Regions from separate parts of the Mus musculus genome. Here regions 1, 2, 4, 5, 6 and 7 are each linked to region 3. Evidence: chromatin contacts called from public promoter capture Hi-C data. All regions are on one chromosome and are shown on one strand. The core of a region is the stretch at or near the end of the contact, and the rest is flanking DNA. Distances in the headings are between cores, read along the strand shown.

What was found. Promoter capture Hi-C pulls out the DNA fragments that hold promoters and counts their contacts.
Region 1: a contact with region 3 is called in a promoter capture Hi-C map of liver, with 4 times the contacts expected there. The contact joins the promoter of Cnpy2 here to the promoter of Dctn2 in region 3. A contact is called at or near these places in 7 of 39 promoter capture datasets (cranial neural crest, embryonic stem cells, hematopoietic stem and progenitor cells and 4 more), 3 of 115 datasets of contacts at active chromatin or transcription factors (embryonic stem cells, large pre-B cells and stem cell-derived neural progenitor cells) and 1 of 9 other capture datasets (macrophages).
Region 2: a contact with region 3 is called in a promoter capture Hi-C map of liver, with 2.9 times the contacts expected there. The contact joins the promoter of Stat2 here to the promoter of Dctn2 in region 3. A contact is called at or near these places in 9 of 39 promoter capture datasets (the 3T3-L1 cell line, the C10 cell line, cranial neural crest and 5 more), 1 of 115 datasets of contacts at active chromatin or transcription factors (astrocytes) and 3 of 9 other capture datasets (adipose tissue, liver and pancreatic islet).
Region 4: a promoter capture Hi-C map of hippocampal neurons shows a contact between it and region 3, with 8 times the contacts expected there. The contact joins the promoter of Smarcc2 here to the promoter of Dctn2 in region 3. A contact is called at or near these places in 4 of 39 promoter capture datasets (cranial neural crest, hippocampal neurons, liver and 1 more) and 2 of 115 datasets of contacts at active chromatin or transcription factors (astrocytes and embryonic forebrain).
Region 5: a contact with region 3 is called in a promoter capture Hi-C map of pre-B cells. The contact joins the promoter of Dnajc14 here to the promoter of Dctn2 in region 3. A contact is called at or near these places in 5 of 39 promoter capture datasets (cranial neural crest, embryonic stem cells, liver and 1 more).
Region 6: a promoter capture Hi-C map of neutrophils shows a contact between it and region 3, with 5 times the contacts expected there. The contact joins the promoter of Rab5b here to the promoter of Dctn2 in region 3. A contact is called at or near these places in 7 of 39 promoter capture datasets (cranial neural crest, embryonic stem cells, hematopoietic stem and progenitor cells and 3 more), 2 of 115 datasets of contacts at active chromatin or transcription factors (astrocytes and pancreatic cancer cells) and 1 of 9 other capture datasets (adipose tissue).
Region 7: a promoter capture Hi-C map of liver shows a contact between it and region 3, with 2.4 times the contacts expected there. The contact joins the promoter of Ikzf4 here to the promoter of Dctn2 in region 3.

Annotation. Positions count from the first base shown.
Region 1 is chr10:128,320,747-128,324,189 of GRCm38.p6, reverse strand. It overlaps Cnpy2 (canopy FGF signaling regulator 2), which reads right to left and starts at 1,731. Exons shown (of 6, transcript NM_019953.1): 1 at 1,415-1,731; 2 at 748-860; 3 at 491-606. The coding sequence starts at 835. Pan2 (PAN2 poly(A) specific ribonuclease subunit) reads right to left here. Exons shown (of 26, transcript NM_133992.3): 26 at 2,832-3,443. The coding sequence ends at 3,425.
Region 2 is chr10:128,268,720-128,272,478 of GRCm38.p6, reverse strand. Stat2 (signal transducer and activator of transcription 2) reads right to left here and starts at 1,981. Exons shown (of 24, transcript NM_019963.2): 1 at 1,762-1,981. It overlaps Apof (apolipoprotein F), which reads right to left. Exons shown (of 2, transcript NM_133997.3): 1 at 3,710-3,759; 2 at 1,229-3,484. The coding sequence starts at 3,467. The coding sequence ends at 2,520.
Region 3 is chr10:127,264,607-127,268,032 of GRCm38.p6, reverse strand. Dctn2 (dynactin 2) reads right to left here and starts at 1,771. Exons shown (of 14, transcript NM_027151.2): 1 at 1,499-1,771; 2 at 551-619. The coding sequence starts at 1,534. Gm40800 (a long non-coding RNA gene) reads right to left here. Exons shown (of 2, transcript XR_872171.2): 1 at 3,332-3,426; 2 at 2,289-2,666. It also overlaps a transcript of Kif5a not described here.
Region 4 is chr10:128,457,810-128,461,487 of GRCm38.p6, reverse strand. It overlaps Smarcc2 (SWI/SNF related, matrix associated, actin dependent regulator of chromatin, subfamily c, member 2), which reads right to left and starts at 2,173. Exons shown (of 29, transcript NM_001372395.1): 1 at 2,051-2,173; 2 at 17-136. The coding sequence starts at 2,161. n-TScga2 (a tRNA gene) reads left to right here and starts at 2,943; the gene lies at 2,943-3,024. It overlaps Mir8105 (microRNA 8105), which reads right to left and starts at 2,808; the gene lies at 2,720-2,808.
Region 5 is chr10:128,803,324-128,807,026 of GRCm38.p6, reverse strand. It overlaps Dnajc14 (DnaJ heat shock protein family (Hsp40) member C14), which reads right to left and starts at 1,473. Exons shown (of 7, transcript NM_001359825.1): 1 at 1,344-1,473; 2 at 1-859. The coding sequence starts at 816. It overlaps Tmem198b (transmembrane protein 198b), which reads left to right and starts at 2,580. Exons shown (of 5, transcript NM_178066.3): 1 at 2,580-2,794; 2 at 3,670-3,703.
Region 6 is chr10:128,694,559-128,698,136 of GRCm38.p6, reverse strand. Rab5b (RAB5B, member RAS oncogene family) reads left to right here and starts at 1,869. Exons shown (of 6, transcript NM_177411.4): 1 at 1,869-1,951. Cdk2 (cyclin-dependent kinase 2) reads left to right here. Exons shown (of 8, transcript NM_183417.3): 8 at 1-198. It also overlaps a transcript of Pmel not described here.
Region 7 is chr10:128,643,512-128,647,416 of GRCm38.p6, reverse strand. It overlaps Ikzf4 (IKAROS family zinc finger 4), which reads left to right and starts at 1,424. Exons shown (of 8, transcript NM_011772.3): 1 at 1,424-1,696; 2 at 3,449-3,542. The coding sequence starts at 1,610. Gm26876 (predicted gene, 26876) reads right to left here and starts at 1,533. Exons shown (of 2, transcript NR_152728.1): 1 at 1,497-1,533.

The DNA.
Region 1 (3,443 bases), core at 482-2,981, 1.1 Mb before region 3:
GTTATAACTTTCCAGGCTCTTCCAGATAGGCAGAACCCAACTGCTCTGCTGTTTGTGTACTAGGATTACAGGCATGCAAATACCATAAGTGGCTTAGAGCCCAGTCCTTCTGATACACAATCAATGTTCTGGCTCCTTGGTTGTTTGTTTGTTTGGTTGGTTTTTTGAGATAGGGTTTCTCTCTATAACAGCCTTGGCTGTCCTGGAACTCTCTTTGTAGACCAGGCTGGCCTCAAATTCAAGATCAGCCTGCCTCTGCTGGGATTAATGATATGTACCATCACACCAGGCTGTTTCTTTTCTTTTCGAAGACAGTACCTAATTCTATGGGGTAGACCAGAACTAGAACTCAGAAAGATCCTTCTGGTCCCGCCTCTGAGGGTTGAGATCATTATCATTACAGGTCGAATGACTTCCTGCTTTCTTCTCTTCGAACAAGTTCATACTCTAAGCCCGAGTGAGCTACTTTATTTGAGGGATAGTAAATTACCTCCACAACTGACTGGCTGCCATCTGGATTGATTCGGAAGGATCCCATCTGAATGGTCTTCTTGGGGTCCACGCGGGCAATTTCCCACTCTAATTCATCCACCAGAGCCCTGCAAGCTGGTGTCAGGGAAGAGAACAGGGAGTGGGGATGGTGAGGGGAATGAGGGTTTTTCTATCCATCCTTGTTCCAAGCTTTGGATCTCATGACTCCCACGGGTCATCTTCCTCCCACTTCTCCACTGGTCTTCGTGCTTTTACCTCCACAGTGTAGATCTTGGCTCCTTCGAGCCCAGGCAGTTCCCAGCAGGACCCCCAAAAGTAGGGCTAGCCAACCCCAGCCTTTCATCTTTAGTGTAACAGGGTCGCTCCACCTGGATTTGTATGAAAATGAAACACAGGTGTGAGGAGAGCGATCCATTTCCCCCATGACCGTCACCCCTCATTCCAAGGCCTTCAGAGGCCTTGGTGTGATTCGGATTGTTTTCCAGGAAAAAACCTCGTTACAAACACCCGAGGGACCGGAGTTCGGGATGGGGGAATAGGGAGTGAGAGCTCGGGACTGGGACTCAGATCCAGAAACTATGTCCTCCACAGGTGAGGGCCTGGGTTTTGATACTTTGAGGACACTGAGGACTCACAGAGCTATGCAGTAGCTTTGAGATGGAGGTTATCGATTACGTGAGAATGACGGGCAGAAAGGAGCTGCCAGCAAGGAACCAGTCAGGCCATGAAGCCAGCGAGCACACTCCATAACCAGGGCCTATGTGGACCTAGCACCAAGGGTTCCGGAATCCCCATCTCTAGAATGTAAGTAGCTCCCGTGCAGACAGACCAGCCCCTTTTGTAAGGACTCCGCCATCGCTTTGCTCGGGTCCATTCCCAACCTCAGTGCGCCCACAGCCTCTGACGCTCGCATCTGTCCCACCTCTGCTCCCACGGCCGCCGCCGTGGCCCAGGCTCTGGAAAGCAGCCGGACTCTCACTTTGTTTTCTGTGGGTCCCAACCCTAGCAGCTGGCTGGGAAAAACGGGGCTGTCCCGGCTTCTCCAGAGCGCTCCGGCTCCCGCCAGGTTCAGGGTGGCCAGTGACCGCCTGGCCCAGCTTCCCGCACTTAACTAGGCACCTAAGCGGAGATCTGAGGGTCCCGTGCGAGCCCCCCACCGAAACTGACCCTAAGCCCGCCCCTCCAAACTCTCGCGCGAGCAGGCAGCTTTAGGAGCGCCTCCGAGGCAGCGAGGACCCCTTGGAAGACTTGAGGACCCAGACTTGCGTGGCGAATTGGTTCACGTGACCAACCAAAGAACAAAGGTAGCCTAGCTTACAGTGAGGACCGAGCGCATGGGGTGCCTGGGGAAATTGCATCAGTCCAGGTGGGCTAGGACTTGCAAACAGATGCAATTAGTAGTGGGAGAGAAGCCTAGGTTTCAATGCACAAAGATTTCATGATACAGCAAACTACATTTCCCAGGAAGCACTGCAGTACCACTCTGCCAGTAGCTACAGGTCTTTTTCTTTCTTAAAAAAAAAACAAACAAACAAACAAAAAAACTAGTTTTTAAAACAACTTCCTTCTTGTACCAAATTAATAAATGATCGTCATTAGGTATGTATTGGGTAATATCATTTTTGGTATTATCTGCCTTTTCAGGCAGGTTCTTGGAGATTTCTCTTAATTTATCCTCTGAGGATGGGGGTGTGGGTTATATTACGGTCAATATTCTTCTTAGCTCTCACGCTGTGAATAGAGCAATTCCTCTCTGAATTTTCGGCACACCGCAGGTACTGTCATGAGTGAAGCAGTGTCTTGCTATGTAGCCCAGGATGCCTTGAACTCAACTCCCCATCGCAGGCTGGTTGGGGACTGTGGTTCTCAACTGCTCCGCTGTTAGGATAACAGGTTGACACCACGCCTTAAGGTCTTGAGATAAACTGGGATTTGTGATCGCTTTATGTATTTAGGGTGCTAGGCAACTACAGCAAAGACCGAACACCGTCCAGGGGAAGAACAATTATGTTCCTCCTGGTGCCCGGCATGGTGGCGCATGCCTTTAATCCCAGCACTTGAGAGGCAGAGGCAGGCGGATTTCTGAGTTCTCGAGGCCAGCCTAGTCTACAAAGTGAGTTCCAGGACAGCCAGGGCTACAGAGAAACCCTGTCTCAAAAAACAAACCAAAAACCAACCAAACAAACAAAAAAACAAAAAAACTATGTTCCTCCTGGATCCATTCATTCTGGGACTCAGAATCTTCATTTCTAGGTGTGGATCTGAAAACACAGTTTTCATTTTCTCATTGTTTGGTGAAGTCAAATCAAAGAAAGAAAGAAGCCAAAGAATCCCACACTAGCGGTTTTCTAATGAGATAAAAATACTTTTATTTTATAAAACATGCTGTTTTAAGCAAAATTTTTAAAAAATAAAACAAAACTCGAGATAGAATGTATGGAAGACAGATACTTCTCAGCTGTGGTCAGGAATGAAGCCAGTAGCTCAGCTTCCTGCACACCGGTTTGATTGGCCCATTGAGACTCTACAAGCTGGTCCACCCAGCCACCGTCTCTCAAGCAGCTAGATGCTGGAGCTGCCTGGGTCTCTGTACCCTGTGACTGTCCAGGACTTCAGTTCTCTAGCAGACTGGGAACTGAGAGTTCTGGTTCTAGAGCTCTTTTGTACAGATATCAGTTGCCCAGGATATTTATTACGAACACCAATCACTCCACCTGGGTCACTTTAGGCTTTGTTTCTGGCCCACTGTTTTGCAGAGGATAAAGGGGGAATCTGGCAGCTAGAACCTTTGCAACAATTTTGCTGCTTTCCAGTTCTATTAATAGCACCATCTGTAGACCCTGAGCAGATCCAGTTCTGGAAGTGGACAGGGTAAAGCCGACTTGAGAAGCCACCTCTCAGTTCTGGGGACAGCACTGAAAGGGAAGGCAGCTCACAGTGCCAGCACTGAG
Region 2 (3,759 bases), core at 732-3,231, 1.0 Mb before region 3:
GTTTAGCTTGTGTGTGGGGTGGGTGGGGGGAGTGGAGTGTCTCTGACTCTTTTGCCTGTTCTTGGAACCCTTCTTCTCCTCCTGGGTTACCTTGGCCAGCCTTGATCTGAAGGTTTGTGCCTAGTCTTACTGCATCTTGCTATGTCGTGTTTGGGTGATACCCCTGGGAGACCTTCTCTTTGCTGACAGGGGAGAGGCAGGGGATCTGGAGGAGAGGAGAGATGGGGTGGGGGCACTGGGAGAAGGGAAGGAAAGGGAGGATATGGTCAGGATGTATGAGAGAAGAATAAATAAAAAGGAAAAAATAAAAATCTTACTCTTATTGTACCTAGAGCTGAAAAGCTTAGAAGAAACACAAGTGTTCTTTAAAGGTCACATGATTCTACTACAGAGCAAACATTGCCACCTAGAGTCCAGGCGTTGACTTTCTTTCCTTAAAGGCAGGAATGGAGAAGGGAAGAGATTGGGCAGGAGATCCAATTATTCTCCTTCTAAAAATTTTATTTTATGTATATGTTGGATGTTTTGTCTGCATGTTCACCCACAGATCAGAAGCGGCATTGGATCCTATAGGACTCTAGGATTATAGATGGTTGTGAACCACCATGGCTGGGAATTGAACTCAGGACATCTGGGAGGGCAGACAGTGCTCTTAACTGAAGAACCATCTCCATAGCCCTGATCCAATCTCTCTTCAAACAAAATGTTTGTTTTCATTTTAGCTTTCTTGCAATCCTTGATCCTCGTGCCTTACTCTCTGTGAAAGCTTTGGTTGAGCTACAGCTCCAAACGGGTACTTGACTCTTTAAATTATATGCCTGTATTGCTTCTAAGAAACAAAAACTTGACGGGTGGTGTTGGTGCACACCTTTAATCCCAGCTCTTGGGAGGAAGAGGCAGGTGGATCTTTGAGTTTCCAGGACAGGAGGGCTACACAGAGAAACCCTGTCTCAACCCTCACACCCAAAGTCTGCCTAAGTGAACTAACTGCACGTAGGCTATAGGGGCTGCAACAAAGTACTTTCTCTAGTTGGCTTCACTCTCCGATATCAGTTTTGCACTGAATAAGGTTTTCTGAAATAAACTAGACTTTGTGTGTAACCTTAAGCAAACAGTTTCACCTCTAGGACTATAGTTTATATGTATTATATGTATATAATATATATATATACATATGTGTATATATATATATTATACAAACACACACACATAATGATCAAGGATGTCTTTCTTATTTATTTATTTATTTGTGCAAGGATCAAAAATTATGTAAAGGGCCTCGAGAGATGGCTCCATGGTTAAGAGCACTGGCTGCTCTTCCAGAGGACCTGGGTTCGGTTCCCAGCCCCCACATGGCTGCTCACAACCATCTTAACTCCAGTCCTAGTAAATTCGGCCCTCTTCTGGCCAATTCAGGCACGCACCTAGTACATAAACACAACATGCATACAAATTTTAAAAATATAATAAGGAAGCAAACAAATAAGTAAATAGATTCGCAGAGCAGAGGTTAAAGCTTTGGCTTATGACAAGGATCATAATGGGTACATAGAGCAGCTGCAAGGGTTGCGGAGGAGTTTTGGAAGGAAGTCGACAGGGTTGAGAAGTAGAACTGTGCAGCGGTGCAGCATCCTGCAGGGTGTTCGACTTCAGCCAGAGAGCAGAAGCCTTGTCTACAGGGGCATCACCCGGGGCAGCAGCCCTTCCCGGGAACCGGCTGGCACCTCCGCCCCGCTCCGCACACCCTTTCGGGGCCTGTACCTTCTGAGGGTCCAGTGCCGCTCCTTCCAGTGCTCTCGCTGCAACTTCCAATTCTCCAAGCGGTTCAAGGACCCGTTTTCCACCCTCCCCCGACTCCGGCGGACCAAGATAGCGAACAGCGGAATGGGTCACCCGGCTGGCGGAATGGATCACCCGGCTGTGGACGCTCGGCGTTCCGGGATCGGTGGGGCGACCGAAAGCTTAGCCACGCCCTCCCCGCGTGTCACTCTCATTGGCTGAAACACAACCCCGTTCAGCGCTGGGCTGGACAAGCTGCTTGAAACCACACCGCCGACTTCAGTGATTGGCGGAGAGGGAGAAGCTCGTTAGTGCCCGCTCCCGCCCCCCTAGTCGGGCGGAGCCCAACTAAAGTCTTAGCCAGGAATTCTAGCAGCTGATTTACCCGAACCGAACCGTGAGTTCTAGGGAAAGGAAACTGAAACCAGGGTGCGTGAAGGCACCTAGGACTCCATAGAAAGGGTGGGACCTGCGTCCCTTAGGATAGGGAGGGAAGAGCTGAGGTAATAAGGTATTTTTGAGGATATGAATGATAAATACTGTGGGTTCATGATAACGCTTTTTAATTTCTATAATCACTTGTTCAGGTGGAAGTTAGCCAGCCCCATTAGAGTGTAAAAATCTAAGTTTCAAGAAGGAAATTACTGGCAAGCGATGACAGTATCCCAAACCATCCACCCACCCATCCATCCATCTACACTTCTCTTGTCAGAATTTTCCACTTATTGGTTGTTTTGTTACTATCTCTTGTACGCCAAGACACCATAGTTCTTTAATAAAGGCCACTCCCAGTTAGAAGTTGTACTTTCAACTTCTGACACAAAATTAGACATGGCTATTTCTTCCACAACACCGATATCTGTGGTGGCATCCTTTCCGGTCTCTGGCTGATGGGTGGTCACCTCTGGCTGAGGGGTGGTCACCTCTTTCTCATCATAATAATACTGGATCAGCCGCTGAACCCCAGCCTTCATCGCTGGCTTAAGAGCAGCCGTGATCACCGCACCAGCTGGGCCCCCTGACGCGCCTACCATGGCCATCAAGAGATCATAACCCAGATCTATGGCCCCATCTCGACCTCGTTCCTTGGCCTTGTCAGAGCAGTTCTTAATGGCGTAATACAAAGCTGTGCCTAGGTTGTAGTAGGTGCCTACTGCTGGTAGTAGGTCAACCACATTGTGGACACTCTGTTCCTGATCATTGTCGCAGTCTGTGTTGGAAATCGAACGTTTGGCCCTCTTTGGACCTGGCTGCTCCCAGGCTAAGAGCTGCAGAGCAGAGGACAGGGCATCCACAGACACTTCCCGGTCTGTGTGTCCACTCTTCTGGAGCTCCTGGAGATGGTGGATGAGGGCTTGTGTAGCCTCCACACCTCCTAATCGGTAAAGCTGAAGCTGAAGAGCCCAGACCTCAGCCTGGCAGCCAGCTGCCTCCAGAGCATTCCTTAGAGCCAGGCCTACCAGGAATTTGGAGACAGGGGGCATGTAAGTGAAGCCAGGCAGGGACTTGGGGAGCAGCATCTGGCAGGACAAGGGCTTGTCTGAGGTCTGCATCTGGTATCCCAACTTCGAGGGAGGGAGCACCGTAGAGACACTGGTTGCCTCTCCGTGTGAAGTGGCATCCACAGGACACAGCAGGAGATAGCAAAGCAGCTGGATTGACATCAGGATGAGTCGGAGGCTATGCATGTCAGGAGCTGAGCACCCTGGAAAAAGGGAGAACCCCAAAACATGCAGACCATGTCTTTGAAGGTTATAGTCTGCAGGGAGCCCAAGATTCAGGGAACCCCCAATCTACCACCTACCTCCAAGCTTATGTTCTGTTTAGCAAAGGGGTAAGGATATGGGAAGTGCAGCACAATTTCTGTCATTTCTAGGTCAGAGTGACCTCCCCATTTAATGCCCACCCACTTATGGGGGACCCAGATTACCATACAGTCCGGCCATTGAGAAGTAAGAGTCCCTGGGTAGCTTCGGTAGT
Region 3 (3,426 bases), core at 522-3,021:
GAGAGATGGCTCAGCAGTTAAGAGCATCTGGCTGCTCTTTCAGAGGTCCTGAGTTTAATTCCCAGCAACCACATGGTGGCTCACAACCATCTGAAATAGAATCTGATGCTCTCTTCTAGTGTGTCTGAAGACAGCTACAGTGTACTCATATAAACAAAATAAATCTTTAAAAAAAAATGTCTACTCCAACCTTAAACGATTTACTATGTTCAAGCTTTATAATTCAATGCACAGATTAGACCCTGGGGCCTAACTAATCACTAGTCCAGAATGTAACTGCTTTGAGATATCTCAATTGTATTTAATAAGACTTGGGTTTTACAGGTCTTGTTAGTTGTAATCTCACTGGCTCGACTCTCCTTTCTGGCATTGTTCATTGGTGGCTGCCAGCTGCTGGGCAAGGCCTTTGAAAGCCCTGAGACCTCCACACCACCCAGGCTGGGGTTGGCATACCCACTTATTGTTGTGGCTTGCCAGAGAAGGAAAAGGACCTGCATCTGGGGAGAAAGGTCAGAGTCCAGAGGGATCCTGAGGTAGCACACAGTCTTACCGCATCAAACTCTGCTTGATCATCCTCAGGTAGGTCGCTGGTTTCATAAACGTCTGGCTCATTCCTGGCCTGCAGGGAGAAGCGGTGACCACCCAGACTCATTACCCAGCATTCATCCCTTATCCCATTTCCTTTGAACAAGGCATTGCAAAACCTGACTGTCATTCAAGGATTCCGCCCTCCACCTCCCCTGTCAACTCTATGTCCGTTTCATCCAGTGGGATGACCACAGGTACAAACTGGGATCTGGGATAAAACGTCCATAGTGAAAGAAAGATGCTACCCTGAACATGGCTGAGAGGCCAGTCCTTGGTAATTATCTTGTCCTAATCTGGTGAGGGTTTCTTGAGTTAGGCCCTGCACATCACTGTACAAGGGTTGAGAGTGACTCAGGACCTTAGTTCTCAAGGTCCGGTGTGCCAACCCCCCGCCCCCAACCCTGAGAATGCAGAGAGGACAGCATCAACGGAGGGTACATGCCGGCTTGTGCATGAGGAGCAAGCACACAGGTGCTCGCAATGCACAGAGCTCCCCACTGGCACAAGGTTTCTGCAACAGTAACCTCTTCCCTGGCAAGATGAAGGCCACCAAGTGGCCTGGTGAGTTCGGCTGGAGTCAGGGTGCGGGGGCGGGCAATCGGGAAATTTGGGGCGACAAGGGCACTGTTGACATGGACGGTACAGACATTCGGGCTCAAGTGGTAAGCGCCCGGAGGCGATTTCTGGGCGGAGAAACCGGCTACTGCCAGAAAAAGGGCCCGACGCGGTCCAACGGCCCGGCCCAGTCGGGTCTGGAGTCCAGAAGGTGCTGCGGCCGTCGAAGGGCGAGCGGCGGGGACCCTTGGGGCTAGGGGGCTGCCAGCGGGAGGGGTCGCGGGCTGGCTTCTGTTGGGGGTCCTCGGGAGGTCGGGGGCGCGGTCTGGGGAGCCGGGCCCGGCCCTGTACTCACAATGCCGGGGAGATCGGCGTATTTAGGGTCCGCCATGGCGGCGGCGAGGCGGGGCTGGGGGACCGAGGCCTCGGAGGAGCCGGGGCTGGTGACCGAGTGGGGGAGAGGCTGGGTCCGGGTCCCCAGCAAAGGCGACGATAAGGGGAGCGGCGGAGGAGCAGGAAGTCTCGCGACAGGAGCAGGCCGGCAGGAGGCGGGGGACAGCAAAAGTCGCGAGGACAGCCGGCTACCACACCCCTGGACAGGCTGGGATTGGTGAGAGCGACAGGGAATGAGGTAATGGCGAGGAGACGCCGCCTAGCATTGTGGGATATGTAGTCCCGGTCTTCTGGGGCTTGGGCTGGAAGCGACAATAACAACGTTAGGGAGCTATTGCATACAGTTATCTCCTTTCGTTCTTAATAGTCTATGAAAGGAGTTTCATAATTCCTGCTTTAGAAAACCTAGAGATTGGTTACATGAAACCACACAGCTCGCCACGTTGTAAACAATAGCAAGATTTAGTAAACATTTAAAGAATAGAAAAATGAGGCCGTCTTTTCAGGTTAGGGCTTCTGGACAAAATAGAGGGACCCTAGTTAAATTTTAATTTCAGGAGCTGGAAAGATGTCCCAGGGGTTAAGAGCACAGTCCTCTTGTAGAGGACCTGGGTTCTATCCCCAGCATCCAGATAGTGGCTCACAGCCATTTATAATTCCAGTACCAGGTGCCCTCTTCTGGCCTCTGAGGGCACCAGACACACACGTGGTACACTGACATACATGCAGACAAAACACCCATACACATAAAATAAATAAATAATAACAATTTTTTATTGAAGTTAATTTCAGGTCAACAACTAACAATTGTTAGTATAAGCATGCTTCTTATATTTCTGATATGCATATAATAATCTGAAACCCAAGTTCGTCTGAGGGTGCTATTTCTTCTTCTTTTTTTCTTCAAAAGTCTGGACATCTTAAATGAAAAAGCGCTGGCTCACAGTCTGACTGAACTCTCCATGACGGTCATCAATTTCATTAATAGTTCCCCAGAAATTAGGAGGAAGGAATTTGACACAGGTCTCAAACTGTAGTTCAGGGTGGCTTGGAACTCACTTTTCAGTGCTGGGGATTGAACTCAGGACCTTACATATAGTAGCTTTGTGTCCAGTCAGCAACCAATCTTTCTGGAGGAGAGATACAGTATGGTTAATCCTCTTACTTTGCCACATCAATGCATGACAATAGAAACCCCAATTATTTAATTTAATTTGTTTCTTTGTGTGTGTGGTGTGTGTGCGCGCACACAGGAACGTGGAGATCAGAGGACAGCTGTTATGCATCTGCTTTCTCTCCCCACCATGGGGGTCCTGCAGATCAAACTCAGTCGTGTGGCAAGCCCCTTCACCTGCTGAGCCATCTCACTGACCCATTTTTAAAACAGAAGGAAAGGCTGGGTGTGGTGGCACATGCCTGGTCTAGTGAGTCCCAGAATCTCTATGTAGCTCCAGCTGTCTCAAAACAAGAACAGAAGAGGAGAAGGAGGAAGGGGGTTGGGGCTGGGATGGGAGGTGAGAGACAAATAGAAAACCTACTACGTGCTACTAGAGAAATAAAAAGGTACACTCAGGACAAAAGGAAGTCCTCAAGCCAGACACAGTGCTGTCCACATATATTCCTAGCACTTGGTAGCCTGGGTAGGAATACAGGAACAGGCTAGCCTGTGTAAGGACCCCCCACCCCCCACCCCCCCGGCCAGGTCCCATCTCAAAAATTAAAATAACCGAAAATAGAGGATGAACTGTTGCAGCTGTATAAAAACCTTGTTGGGGGCATGTGTGGGCACACATACCCACTGAATTCTTGCCTCGATGGACTGTCATTTTGAAGTCACTAAGGATGCCACCTTCTTGTCTCTAGAGGCTGGACGTTGGTATATTTCCTGAG
Region 4 (3,678 bases), core at 924-3,423, 1.2 Mb before region 3:
CTCCCCTTGAACTCACCGGCAGTTTAGTAAGCGGTGCGTTGCTGACATGTTTGCCAAAAACCTCTTCCTGAAACTGGAGCAACTGCACCACCAGGCTGGACAGAGACTTGTTGGTTGGCGGTTCTGCTTGTATGTACTTGGGAAGGAGGGAAGGGAAGAAAAACAGATTCCAGATAAATTCTCTACCACCACCCACGTCTCTCCGTGAGTTCCTGGAAGCACCTGGAACAGACAGAATTGCGCCTTCCCCTCCACAGGTCTAGTTTATATATAGAGGGCTTCAGGAGGGACTGGACCCTATTGCCACCAGCCCAGGTGACCGGGACTGAGGACTGGCAGCGAGTGACGCTTTATACTCTTCCTTGGCTGTACCCTGACGTTGGAATGGCAGGACACCGCTATCTCGGCACCTCACCTCCAACCAACTGTAAAAATTCTGAAGGTTGATGGAGCTCAAGGGAAACAAAAACCCCTTTGAGTCTCTAAGTGATACAACAATGTATTTCTTGGGGGAAACATGATAAAGACTAGGCTTCCGTCCATAATGGTGTGTTAAGAGAGCAAGGGAGTGAGGCAGGACATGCTCACTTAAAAACTAAAGCCTGCACATTTTGCTTCTACTGAAGCCAGGCATGGTTGGCATTGTAGGGTCTCCTCTCTAGCAAGGATCTCAGACCACCCACCCAGCTTGATAAATAAGTAGTAAGACAACCGCCGGGAATCCGTGAACTCAAACACTTCCGTACCATACCTACCTTGCTACCTGGGATCCTACCTTTCTGTTCTGTTCACTGAGCCAGGAAGCTACTTTCTCTTTACCTTTTGACCCTTATTTCCTCTACCCTAATTAGAGTCAGCACCTCTCGGTGGGAGGTATAAAGAGATCCGTGAAGGGAGAAGTAAATGACAAAGAGTTAAGCACTTGAAAGCTGAAGCAGGTCACAGCTGTCAAAGCCTTCGGGGCTTCACACCAAGACCCTAGACCGATCTCCCTTTAAAAGGTCAAAGGCAGAAAACTGGGAACCAGAGCCTCACGCTGAGGGTGCACACAAGTCACAGACCCAACAGCTGTTTGTCAAGAGTCTGACACCCAACAGAGAGACCCCAAATGGTTTCAGGGCTAAACTCAAACCAGAATTAGTGGAGCTTTCTGAAGCTGTCCACTGTACTCTGACAGGCTGGCTGCAAGGCTGGAGTAGCAAGAGTTGGGGGCTGTAAAACAAAGCAAGGGAAAAGAACCCTTAGCCGGGGTTGGTGAGGAAGCAGCCCATATCGAAGACAAAAAAGAAAAACGAAAAAAAGCCCAGACACCATGAAGACACAAGAATAAAAATTGGTTAAAAAAAAAAAAAAAGATAGATAGGGCTTCTTGAACCCTTTTGTTCCCCATCCTTATTTCCAGTTACAGGGTGGGGGTGGGGACTAGCGATATGAAGCTTATCCGAGCCTCTGGACCTCAAACCCAAAGCAATGCCAGGCTGGCTGGCTTGCAGAGGACTTCATTATGAAAGGAGGGTTGGAGGGGCTGCTGCCCTAGACTGCCATGTCCTGTCCCCTGAGAGGTTTGCAGCCCTTTAGAAGGAGACTAGGGTAACCCTGGGAGACAGGTGATTTCCCCAGGTAGAGACGCTTTTCAACGGCCTGCTCCGCGCCCGTCTACCCTCCTGCTCTGCCATCTGTCTCAGGACGTACACAAAGCACCACCGGGGAGGCCTGGGCCGCTCTGGCGTCTGGCTCGGCGCGGGGCTCCGGCGGGGGCCCCGCGGCTCGCACACCGGAGGGGAGGAGGCGCGCGGCGGCACCGGTCAGCCTGGAGGGCGAGGGCTGCCGGGCCCGGGCCGCCGCCCGGAGCCGCCGCCGCCCCCGCCAACGCCGCTGCGCTGCACCGGGGCAGAGGGCACGGTGGGGGAGGGGTGGGGGAGGGGCGCGGGCGGGCGGGCGGGAGGCGCGGGGAGGCCTCGGGGAGGGGCGCGGCGGCCGCCGCAGGGTGGGCCGGCCCCGGGAGCGGCGGCCAGGGGCCCTTTGTCCCCGCGCGGCGCTGCCCGCGTACCTTCTTGTAGTTCTTGCCGAGCCAGAGCCGCACGTTGTCGAACTGGGTCACGGTGTCCGCGGCCTCGTAGTACTTCACGTTGGGGCCGCCGTCCTTCTTCCGCACCGCCATCTTCTCGGGCTCGGGCCCCGCCGCCGCCCGCCCCGCTCAGCTCAGCTCCCGCCTCCTCCTCCGCCCGCCTCCCGCCGCCTCCCGCCGCCACGACCGCCGCCTCCCGCCGCCTGGGCCCCGGCCGGCGGAGCGCCCCCTGCCGGCGGCCCTGCGTAGCGGTGGCGGGCGAGCCCGAGCGCGCTCGGCGGACACCCCGGCAGCAGCGGCGGTGGGAGGCGGGCGAGCCCGAGCGCGCTCGGCGGACTTCCCCGCAGCGGCAGCCCGGCTGCTTCCCCGGGTCTCGCAGGACGCGGCTGTAGGACAGCGGAGCCCTCCCCGACTTGGTCTCGCAGCGGCAGTGGGGCTTACTGTTCCACTCCACGGGGAAGCCGGGAGCCCCGGGTCTGCAGCTCCGCCCCGTAACCCCGAGTGGCCCCCGGCACGTACGTTCCCGTGGAACTCTTTCGCTCCAATAAGTTCCTTCCAACCATTCCTGTTTCAACCCACGAGTGTCCCTGACGCTCCTCGTCCCGGTGCACCCAGCACCCCTGGTGCTACCCGGGGGGGTCAGGTGAGGGGTCTCCTCCCTCTGATCTTCGGGTCTCGCCAGTCGCCTCCGCTTTAGGAGTCGGCTGGCGAGCCCCGATTCTTCGACCCAGGTTCAAGCATTGTGGCGCGAAGGTGCGAGGGAGGGAGCGGCTCTGGGTACGAGCCTCGGGCCGCGACCCTGCACCGGTCCGCTCGCACCCAGTCACCCGTGCGGACCCTTTCTGTAAGCGCGCGGCCAACCATAGTTTTGGGAGTCACGGTGGCCGAGTGGTTAAGGCGTTGGACTCGAAATCCAATGGGGTTTCCCCGCACAGGTTCGAATCCTGTTCGTGACGGCAGTTTTTCGTATTTTTTTTCCCCCCTCCTATTAACCAGTAGTTGAGTGGTTGAAAGTGAAAAGGCAGCACTACTCCTTTAGGTTAGACCAGGGTGACATACAAACCAAATTGGGCATCGCTGTATTCGCTGTTAGGATACCAGGCACTTTGAGATATTTTTGAGAATTCTGTAACATTTCATAACAATGAAGAGTAGTCGTTTTGTTTGGGAAAGCTAGTCAAACCTAAGATTTCTAAACAGGGCATCTTTGGAGTTTGTGACCAAAAGTGGAGCCTTGAAGTCTGGTGACTGGAGACACAGAAACAAGCGTTTCTCATTTGGATTTTTCTTTTTAATTTAGACAGGGACTCATGTGCACAGGCTGCCCTTGAACTTGCCTTGCAGCCAAGAATGACTTTAAATTTCTGATCCTCCTGCCTCTACCTCTCAAGTACTAGGAGTTACAGGTGTGCCTGAGCATGCCAGGATCCTTTGCGGCTCGGAACTGAATCCAGGGGTTCAATTTGTTCGATAGGTAAGCATTCTGTTTCGCTACATTCCCTAGCCCTCATTTGAGTTTTCCTGAGATAACCTCAGGTATCACGGGACTAGGAGGAGGCCTACGTTGAGGATTTGTTGGGCACCAGAGGCTGGTTAAAATCTGTGTATAT
Region 5 (3,703 bases), core at 224-2,723, 1.5 Mb before region 3:
ATGGCCACAGGTTTCCACATACTCTCCCACCAATACCAGAAGTTCAATCAGCCACCAGAAGCCTGCTTGTCCAAGCTGACATAGTTCCTCTACTCCCCACAGTCCCAGGCCTCTGCGCTTATCTGTCTGACTTCTTTTTCGGGCCAGCCGATGACGACCTGGGGCCTTGGGTTCTCTGCGTCCACTATCCCGAACATCCTCCTTGATCAGAAAACGGTGCTTCTGCCTCCGGGACAAGGGTTTCTTTCCACTGGACACACGTGAAAAATCACTGGGAAATTTAAGAGGTTCCTCATCATCATATTCTTCTTCCAACTCTTCATCTTCCCCCAAGGCTGGAGAGGTGCAATGGTGGCAAAGGCTGCTAGAAGAGCCATCTCCTTCCTCGGAGTAAGTTCCTTCGGGGACTCCAGGGCTTCCCTGGCAGTTACAAGCAGATGGAATGGAAAGAAAAGAAGGACTCCCATCCTCCTGGTACCCAGTCTCATTCTCTCTTGAGAGTTCCTGGTCCACTCCTGACTCTTCTGAACCTGTCTCGCTCTCATCAGGGTAGCCTCCTCCTCTAGGTGGTCCTGGACCCCTTGGAGGACCATGGCTTGGATCTGACCAGTGGGCTGGATTTGGAGGCTGTGTGTACTTAGGGCCGGAGTGCTCTTTGAGGCATCGTGTACCATTAGGAGCAGTCTCTGCTGAGTCCCTGAGTCCTGAGAATGAAAGTATTTCGGGGTCCACAGAGGATCCTGATGTACTGAGGGAGGTACCACCACTGCGGTGGGCTCCACACAACCTTCTTTCTCCCGGGTGCTTCTGGGCCATGACCCCGGGCTTCCTGAGGATTTTAGGTCACTGCCATCATTGCCTGTAACAAAGATATCAAGTTGGGAATGGTCAAGGATAGAACCAAGAGTTAAACAATCTCAAAATGACATATTCAATGTACCCACTCCCCAGGCAGTGTTAGCTCAAATTCGCTATCCCTAACAATAAACGTGAGTTAGGCAGACCACAAACCTGCTTGCACCAACCCGGACCTCAGAAACCCCCTTACTCCCGAAATCTTAATTTTTTTTTCTTCTTCCTCCAAGAAGCTAACAATCTTCAATCTGAGAAATGGGGGGGAGGGGGGGTGCCGCAAAGGGTGTGGTCGGGGCGGCGGGGGGGTGGGGGGGTAACTCTTAGGAAAAAAAAAAAAGACTGCCTGAAAGAGGGAGGCCGCAATCTGTCAGAAAAGGGTGGGGACCGTGCAGGGCTAGAGGAAAAGCTGAGGGCGGAGCTTCGAGGTGCCCCTGCAAAAGATTACCCGAGAACCCACCGACGGGGTACCAGGGGCGAAGGCGACGTACCGAGCAGCAGCGGTAACTCCTCCCTCCTCAAGCAGCTGCGCCTGAGGCCAGGGGGAGCTGCCAGGGGGAGCTACAGGAGCAGCTCCCCCGGCTCCGCCTCCCGCTCACGCTCCGCTTCCGCCTTCCGTCCCCGCCACGGCCGCTTACTTCCACTTCCGGGGTCACCGGGGGGGGGGAAAAGGTCGCGAAGGGAAGAGAAAAGCGCTTAGCCGAGGCTCTCACTTGCGCGGCGGGCGCGGAGTCAATCGAGGAGGCGGTGCTAGAGCATCCGGCCCCACCCCTTAAAGGGCCCTCCGCCTCCACGCAGGTCCCGCCGTAAGCGAGCTGAAGCCTGCGAACTGTACTCCTCGTCGTCGCTGCTGAAACGGAGATGAAGGGCGGCTGCCGAAGCACACACCGTCTTTGGCGTGCAGACAGACACCCAGGGCACGCAGAGGAGCCAGCGACCCTGCTCGCCCAGACCCTTCCCTGTCGGCTGTCCAGCCAAGAGGTTGCGGAGAAGTGTGTGTCCCGGACTAGCTAGCCCCCTAAAGAGACGCGACACTTCTCCTGGACCCAACTGGCGAGCTTCCACGCCGCCGATCCGCCCCCTGTGAACGCGGCGTAAGGGCCGGGCCAGGGAATGCGGCTAGGGGTACCTGGTTCCACGGAGCTCAGAACCTAGTCCAGCGTAACAGAACCCCGCACTCATCTGCGTGCTGCTTTGCATCTCATTTACATAGTAAGCTTTGGGTCGAAGCCAGCACGCTCCCCAACCCCTACGCAGACCCTGATGGAACCTCTCGTCTGCACTCCTTTAAAGCCTTACAGTTCTGCCAGTGTCCCTGCCAGGCCCGTCTTGCTCCACAAGTTTTTTTTTCCACCCATGAACACCCCCACCCAGCACTAGTTAAAAACCCTTCTCCGGCTCCCGACCACCCGGTTCCCCAGAAGACAATACTCCAATTCTCTGGGAAGTGGAAGAAACCAAGTTGGACCAGCGGGTGCTTTGGGACCCTATTTGGGCTTTGAAAACGTTAAGTTGGTAATTAATCTCCTTAGCATTCAGAGACCTTCCGTCTTAGTCTTGATGGGCGTCACAAAACTCTTCATTGCTATGGTTAGGGGGCGTCCCTCCTCCTAGATTAGAGAAGTGGGTAGCCTGGGTTCCCCCACAGACAGAGGTAAAGATTGAGGGGGCCCGCCCCGTGATGTCATCCTCCCCCCCCCCCACCCCATACACACTCCCTGTCTCCTTCCCCCACACACACCCCCGCCCCCAAGCTAATTGCATTTAGCTCCCTGGGTTTGGGCTCCGACTTGCCTGAGTTTAGGGAGCAACAGAGCACAGTAGCCCAAGGGGGTGCCTGCGGCCAACAGCCACCCGTGTGCCTAGGACCTCTGGGCTGGAATGAAGCTGGAGGTCTAGGAAAGCAATTCCACCCCTTTGCTCTCCTCAGCCCTGCAGGGTGGTGAGTAGTTAACACCCTTCCTGGTCTCTCCTTGTTTTGCGTCCCAAACTCTTAAGCGATTGAGAAGAGCCCCGGGAGGTCTCCAGTCCTTCAGCCTCAGTACCCTAAAGACGGCAGAAGGAAAGTGCATCCGCACCACCCTACTCCCGCAATGCCAACCTCTCATCGTCAGTGATCCTTCAGGATCAGCATCAAATCCCATTGGCAGCCCAGGCGTGCCTGGATGAGAGGGTGGGTGGAACAATTCCCGTGTGAGTCTGAGGCTAGTAGCAAGTGGATACCAAGATGTGAGGAGATTATCTGTGGGCAAGGCGCCTGCTTACTCCATGTAGGGCGATGGGATTTGGACTGGCTGTATTCGGCTTTCCCCAACCACTCCATCTCGGCATGAAGCCAAGACTTCAAAATCCGGACAGAGGCTGACTGGGTGACTCTTTAAGTCCTTATTTGAAACTTTTAAATGTCTGTTCCCTTTCTTCCTTGGGGGTTGCATTTAGCTTACAGGTTTTGGGCTCCGACTTTCAGGAGTTTAGAGAGCAACTCCAGGCCTGGGGAGCCGATGGCCACCCCCGTGCCTAGGACCTCTGGGAGCTGGATGAAGCTGGAGGTCTAAGGAAGCAATCCCACCCCTTTGCTCTCCTCAGCCCTTCAGGGTGGTAAGCAGTTGTTCTGAGACCCTAAGGTGACTCATCCTCTCCTCTTCCTTCCTCTCCCACGTTATTAACCCTACTCGGTCTGGTTCAACCGGGCTTAGTATTGAATTCCAACTGCAGATGAGAGGAATTGCTTTTTAGTTGGAACAAGTCATTTTTTCAAAAGAAATGGAAGTACAGAATCCCCAAGATTTGTGGTTTCTGCTTTCTATTCTCTTCCAGGTTTACCAGCCCCTGCCAGTTAGCTATGGATGGA
Region 6 (3,578 bases), core at 620-3,119, 1.4 Mb before region 3:
GTTTCTTCTTTTTCCTTTTTTTTTTTTTTTTGTCAGTGTGGATGGATTTGTTGCCATGTGCACTTTGGGATTTTGTAATTGTTAAAAGAAAATATTTCTTTTATGATTTTCTTCTCCCACTCCCTGTCCTCCAGTGTTCTGTTAATATTATTTGTAATTTAGTTTGTAAATTCATTAAAAGAAAATATTCTCAGCTGTAGAGTGAATCTCTTTCATATTTATCCTTCATTTATTTTTTTACTGAAAAAATGGTGTGGGTGATATTCTGAATGTGAATAAGCAGTATGTGTCCACCTAATCTCTGTACATGCAGGCCCTCCTGCCATGCTCTTTAGTGGGGTGTTTGTAAGGATGGAGAAACTGAAGAGCTTCCTTCCAACTTTCCCCTACTCACACAGGCACACCAATACAGAACACTGTTTCAATTCCTTCTTTTAGCAGCAACTTGAGTGGGCTTCAGGGGCCTTTGTCTCAACCCTCCATTTCCCAGGAAGTGTTCACCATTTTGTGTAGAGTTTTGTTTGTTTGGTCTGGTTTTGAAATTGTGTGTGCATGTGAGCCACAAGTGCCCGCAGAGGCCAGAAGAGGGCATATCATCTCTCCTAGAGTTACAGGCAGCTGTGAGCAGTGGTACTGGGAACAGGCCTTGGGTCTTCTACCGGAAGTGTATGCTTCTCTAGCTTGCCTCTAGGCCCTAGGTTCAATCCTCAGTACCGAAAAAAAAAAAAAATCCTCAGCAAAGTTGTCTAAATGTTTTTTCACATTTACAAACAATTCAGAAAATATCAATGTGAAAATATTTAGGAGGCTAAAGTGTCTTCAGACTACCACTTTCTGTTGTCATGGCAATTCACCCCAAAACTACTGTTCTCTAGTGCGCCACTAAAAAGAATTTACAAGATAAAAGTTGTTTAATTTCCTGGTTTTGGGTCTTTACTTTTTTTTTTTTTTTTTTTTTTTTTTTTTTTTTTTGGTTTTTCGAGACAGGGTTTCTCTGTGTAGCCCTGGCTGTCTTGGAACTCACTTTGTAGACCAGACTGGCCAGACTCAGAAATCCGCCTTGCCTCTGCCTTCCCAGTGCTGGGATTAAAGGCGTGCACCACCATGCCCAGCAGGGTCTTTACTTTCTTAATTTGACACAGAAAGCAGGGCACGGGGAGAAGAGAAGGTTAATGCTGGTATCATTGTTTTTTGTTTTTGTTTTTTTGGGGGGGGGACATCGTTGTGTAGCTTGGAACTCATGGAGATCCTCCCGATTGCTAGGATTAAACATGTGGGCCACCAAGCCCAGTTTACTCCCCTCCCCATCCCCCTTATACTGAGGTCTTGTTAAACTGAGTATCCCGGGTTAGCCTCAAACTCAGAACTGCCTCCACCCCAATCCACTGTGCTGAGATTGGGAGTGCCACACCACACCCGACCAAAAGCCTTCTTCACTTCTTCACTAGCCTTGCCTGCCTGTCAAATTCGGAAATTTCCCAATACTGGTTAAAATTTCCTTTTGACCCGCCTTCTTCACTCACCTGATTAGATGTTTACGAGTCGAGAGGCGGGGGAGGGGTGTCACGGGTGTTGAGGTTCTATTGGCTGACGCACATGCCTGTCAGTGATGCACTGCCCCCTTTCCCAGGAGCTCTCTCTTTAATGGCTACTTATCCCGTCAATCTTCAAGGCTTCTCGTGTAGGTATTGGCTTGCGGCCTCGCCAATCCAGTCTCTCACTTGTGCTAGTTGGTGATAGTCCCTCAGAGCCCGCCTTTCTCCAGAAGATTGGCGGGCGGACGCTCACATAGCCCACCCACCACGGTAGGCGGGTGATCTTGCGATTGGCTGGAGCCGCCCCGGCGAGGAGGAGGAGGAGGAGGAGGCGAAGGGGGTAGGAGTTTGGTTGAGCTGCAGCTGTTTGTCTGTTCCACACAGGCTTGGGCCCGACGGGGGATACGGAGCCCCAGGTACCGAGCTGATGGAGCCCACAAGGGCAGAGGCGGAGGTCCCGAGAGGAGCGCCGCCTGGCCTGTGGCAGAGGCGGGGCGGGCCGACGTCAGGGCTCCAGAACCTCCTGGAGAGGGCCGAAGGGGCTGTCCCACAGGCCTAGTGGGCGCTGAGGAGGTGATCGGCAGGGCTGGGAGCCGAGCCTCTAGTTGGGAGGCGGCTGGGTTCTGGCTGTGGTGGCCGCTCGGGGGCCGGGCGCGGGGACCCGGAGCCGGTGAGGACCAGGGCCGGCCTCGGGACTCTGAGCACCGCGGTGAGGAGGGAGGAGCTGGGGTCGGAGACCAGGCAGTGAGGGAGGGGAAGCCAGCCCATTTGGCTGGAGGTGTGGAGGGGACAGTGCTACGCCCAGCCCCGAGGGTAGCCGAGGCTGGGTCTCCCGAGACATCCACTGTTGGGGCTCTTAGCCGAGAGAGGCATTCTTTTCAGGGAAAGTGACTGTTGAAAGGGGAACTAGGGGTACTGGTGTTGCCGAGAGGGATTTGGTCTCACTGAAGTCAATGAAGAATGTAGAAGACCAAAGTGGAAGGAAGTAGAAACGGTTTGCTATTAGTAATGGGAACTTCTGGAATGATGGTGAGGGGAGGCTCAGTATCTTGGAAGTTCCTTACTCTTCTGTTCCTTTAGTGCTTGGGTGTGGTGATTTGAAGTTTTGGGGTACTTCAGGAATAGGGAATGAAGACAAAGGTAAAATTATGTATTATTCCATGGCGCCTGGCAGCTCTACGTCCAGCCCCCCCCCCCCACACACACACACCACTTTAGTTTACCCTGACCTCATAGCTAGTCATGACTGCACTCCTGTTTCCTTTAGGTTTGCTATTGTATTCGTTGTTTTTCCTATTTCATCTACTGTGAGAGAACTAAGAAAATTTGGGAGTGCTTTGCTCAGTCTTTCCCACTTCATAATGTGATCTGTGGTGACTACGCTTATTTAACCTAGATTTGAGGAACTCTGTCATTTGCATGGAAAGGGGCAAAGCAATCCCCAGCCATTAAAAAAAAAAAAAAAAAAAAAAAAGGACCATGTTTATTGAAACTTCTGTGAGACTTGCACTTGAGCATTTCCTAGATAGTTAATGGGACAGACTATTCACGCCAGGAACTGTGAGGTGATATCCCTGAAGGGATTTGGGGAAGAATTGAGAGGTTAGCTACCAGAAGGTTGGCACCATCCTTTCTTCTTTGCCCACTTATTCAGGAACGTGTGTGTGTGTGTGTGTGTGTGTGAGATTAGTTATTTAGGTCAAACCTTGAGGTATTTAGAAAGATGGATTATAGAGAATGAAGAAGTCTTTAAATTATATTATATGTAATAACCTGCATACATATGTGAGCCACAATGTCAGAGGATAACTTGTGGCTGTTTGGTATTCAAACATGGCATGTGTGTGTGTGTGTGTATGTATGCATACATATATACACACACACACACATATAGAGGGAGGGGTTTGCTAACCTGTCAAATTTTTTATAGATTGGACCCTATTGGTTTCTCCCTTAGGGTTCTACCTCCTCTTCCTCCTCCTCTTTCCTTTCTATACTAATGTTAGTGATCACTGAATTTATTTATTTTTTTTACCACATAGT
Region 7 (3,905 bases), core at 175-2,674, 1.4 Mb before region 3:
AATGCCCCCTTCAGGGCCAGACATGGCCAAGAGGGTATATAATAGGGCATGTAAGAACCCATTTTTGACCTCCATCCCTCTCCTGGGCTGATCCGAAAGCAGAGAGTTGTCCCCAGTGTCTGGTTTTTTACTGGCCCTTTCTCAGGTCACCGCCTCCCCCACTGGCCACCTGATAAAGAGAGGAGGCCTCTCGTTCTACTAAGGGATGTTACCATCTCATAGAACCTGATTCTGAAAGCACACGCCCCCCAACTTCCTTTCTAAAAGTACAGATAATTCCCATGGGAAGAAATGGGGGAAACGAGAGTCCACTAATTTACAGCACAGATTTCCACCCTACCCACCACAGACACTGAAAACAGAAACTGAGTTGCTCAAATCAAATGGAGCAGAGCTTATCCTGGTGCCCTGAAACATTTAAGAGAACCTGAGGAGAGAGAGGTGCAAGGATTGGCAGCCCAAAGTTTCATGGCCCCTCCCATCCCAAATTCTTGGAATCAGAAAATGCAGTCTTCCAAAGTAGGTCAGCTCAGCAGTGAACAGTTCCTCTGGAAGGAAAGCGAGCAAGAGCCTTCTCCTGATAGAGGACAGGATTCATCCAGGACTCCTGAAGCCAGAGCCCCAGAGGCACGGGAGAGAGGGAAGACAGGGAGACCCAACCAGGGATTAGAAAAAGCTCAGGGTCCCAGATCTCCACTAGTCAGTGATGGGAAGGGGGATTGTCAGAAGGAGAGGCAGATGGAAAGGAGCCTGAGTTTGCTAGGGGAGGAGCCTTCTGCCACTTCTAGATCCTGGAGGCTGCCCCTGTGTCCCGGGCCCCATGACCTGTGGGGCCTTGGCTTCCCTAGCTGGCAGAGGATTGGGCCTTCCCTGGGACACCCCCTTCCTCCTCCCCACAAGCCTGCGGCTCTCCTCTCTCTCTCTCTCTCTCTCTCTCTCTCTCTCTCTCTCTCTCACACACACACACACACACACACACACACCACACACACATACACTTGCCCCCCTCTCAAGCATTTGTTTTGTAGCTCCTCTTTGTCTGTTGGGCAGGAGGGCAAACACATCTGCCTACCCTCCCTCTGCACCCCCACTCCCTGTGCACCCCCATTCCCACCTCTCCACTGTCTTGGAAAAGGGATGCTGTAGCCTAGCGCGCGCGCGCGCACACACACACACACACACACACACACACACACTGGTACGTTTTCTCCTGCCCCCTCCCCAAGCGCATCCACGCCTCCCTCCCTCCCTCTCTCTCTCTCTCTCTCTCTCTCTCTCTCTCTCTCTCTCTCTCTCTCTCCTGTCTCTCTCTCCCTCTCTCTCCCTCTCTCTCCCTCTCTCTCCCTCTCTCTCCCTCTCTCTCTCTCTCTCTCTCTCTCTCACACACACACACACACACACACACACACACACACACACACATACACACGAGGCTCTCAGCACATACACCCTGGGCTGAGCGGTTCTGCCGGCTGCAGCCGTGGGCCCCTGCTCACCGTGCGGCTGCCACTGCCTGCGAAATGACGGCGGTTCCCCTCACTTCCAGGAATCCACGCTTCCTGGAAGGTGAGTGGCTGGGCTCACCCCTGCCTGCCACCGAGACGCAGACATGCACACACCACCCGCACTCCCTCGCCGTTTCCAAGGCGGCGGCCGCGTTCGCACCCCAGGGTCTCACCGGCAAGGGAAGGATAATGTAAGTTCAGGCAGAAGGCGGCTAGCGGAGGGGGGGTAGGGGGGTGATGGGGCTAGGGAACCAATTCAGTAACAACTCCCAAGCCTGAGGAGAGGGAGAGGACGGGGGCTGTGTGTATAGCGGGGGGGGGGAGGGGGCGTTCCTCCTTACACTTGGGGAGGATGGGAAAGGGTGCTTGGTGTTGCTAAGCGAAGACCGTGACTTGGACAGTGGGAGCTTGTGGTGACATCTTGATTAGGCCTTGGGGACAGAGGTAGAGCAGCCAGGGGTGGAATACCGAAACAGGCCTGGGTGGGAATGGAGAGTAGAAAGACCTGAGATGGGAAGAAGAGCTTTGACGGCAGATGCTTCAGCCTGGAACCGACATGTGAGGGGCCTCAGCCTCCTGCCCACAATAGAGAAGAGCCGGGGGTGGCAGTCTTTCTTTGCTCGTGCACTGACTGGTCCCTGATAGCAGGCTAGCATCCTGCCACCTGGAGCCCATGGTCAAGAAGAGAAAGCTGGAGAAAGATATCCCTTTCAGAGAAGTGCAGCGGCTTGCAGAGCTCCAGGCTATTCCCCAGAGGCAACCACTCAAGGGATCCAGGAGAGGGCCGGTCTCTTTCGGTGTGTGAGACCGCTCAGCTTAGTGGGACTGCTCCCCATCCCTTCCCCGCCTTTCTGCCCTTTCTCCACCTCCTAGTTGCTTTGCTGTGGACCTCACGATTTAGCTTTGCTCCCAGAAGGTTCAGCCAATCTACGATGGCTTTGACCAAGAAAATGTCTCTGATACCTGAGAGCAGCCTTAATTCTTGGCTTTGACAGTCTGAGATTTCTTGGAAGTCCCAGGCATTTGAAATTCCCTCACTGGGGTTTCCGAGGCTGAGAGGGGAAACGAATGAGTTTCCCAAATCTGACTTTGTCCCCGTCAGCCTCAGGCTAGAAGTCTAAGTCTCTGGAGCCTCACAAAGACCCTCTGGCCTTTGACAGAGATTCCTTCTTAGATTTTAGTGCCATGAAAGTAGACTTGAGTGTGTTTTCCCTCTTGCCTTTATCCTAGGGATGACAGCAGCATCAAAGAGCCTCTGGAGTTACTGGTGCGCCTTGAGGCACCTGCCTTTCTCTCCTGTTTCCAGCCCTTCATTGGGAGAGCCACAAAGAATGCTTTTCCCTCAGTGTCCCTGAGCTTCCCTTTAAGAATATTGTCTCCCAGAAAGCTAGCTCCTAGTCGTAGAGACAGCCTCAGCTCCAGGAGACTGGGCCAGATATGGATTTCCAAGAAATTCACTCATTTTAGAATCAGCAGGTCCCTTCTTACTAATACTGGGTGCTTTGTAGTAGGTCAGCACTAACCTTTGAAAAGAACAAGAAACTGGGTGTGGTACATGCACGCAATCCCAGTACTCCAAAGGCTGAGGCAGGAGGATTTTGAGTTTACTTAACCTTTTTTGACCTATCTAGCCTCAGTAAACTCAGTTGAAAGGGCACGTGTTAAAACCGGACCTGAATCTACAAGTCTTAATGGTCCTGAGCCGCTCACATCATGGTTTGTGTCTGGTGCTGTCTTAAGGCAACTTCTTAAGAAAACCGTTGCTCGCCTAAGGAGCCTCAGCAGGGGAAAATCAGATTCAAGCCATAAGGCTTTTTCTATAGCCGGAGAACAGGGTTCCTCGGGCTTCCGAGGGATAGAGTGGGGAACGGGACTTTAGGAGAGGTTGCGATGGGAAATGGTCCCCAAGTCCTGAGTGGTTGTTTTCTTCCCACTGACCAAAGCTGGAGAGGGAGCTCTCAGGAGGGTGTGCTCCGGATTTCTTGCCTCAGGCCCAGGACTCCAACCATTTTATAATGGAATCTTTATTTTGTGAAAGTAAGTATGTGCATAGCTGGGAAAGTGGGTAAAATACTAACCTAGGCGAACTTTAGGGATGAATTTTAGGGTCTCTCTCTCTCTTTCTCTCTCTCTCTTCCATGTTTAGGCCTTTGCGCATATACCCATGCATGTTCATGTTAGCAGATAATATAGACGGCTGTGATGTTTATCCCAGTAGGTATGTTCTCTTTATGTGTATCTATATGTGTGATCTGTGTCTGTGTGTTTATCTACATGTGTTTTGATTTCATTCATTTATATGTACAGGAGGCTGTGGGGAGGGGGGATTTTTGAAGGCACTCATGTTTTCAAGTATGTTATTGGATCTAAAAAAAAATTTTAAAAAGCATTTTTACAAAG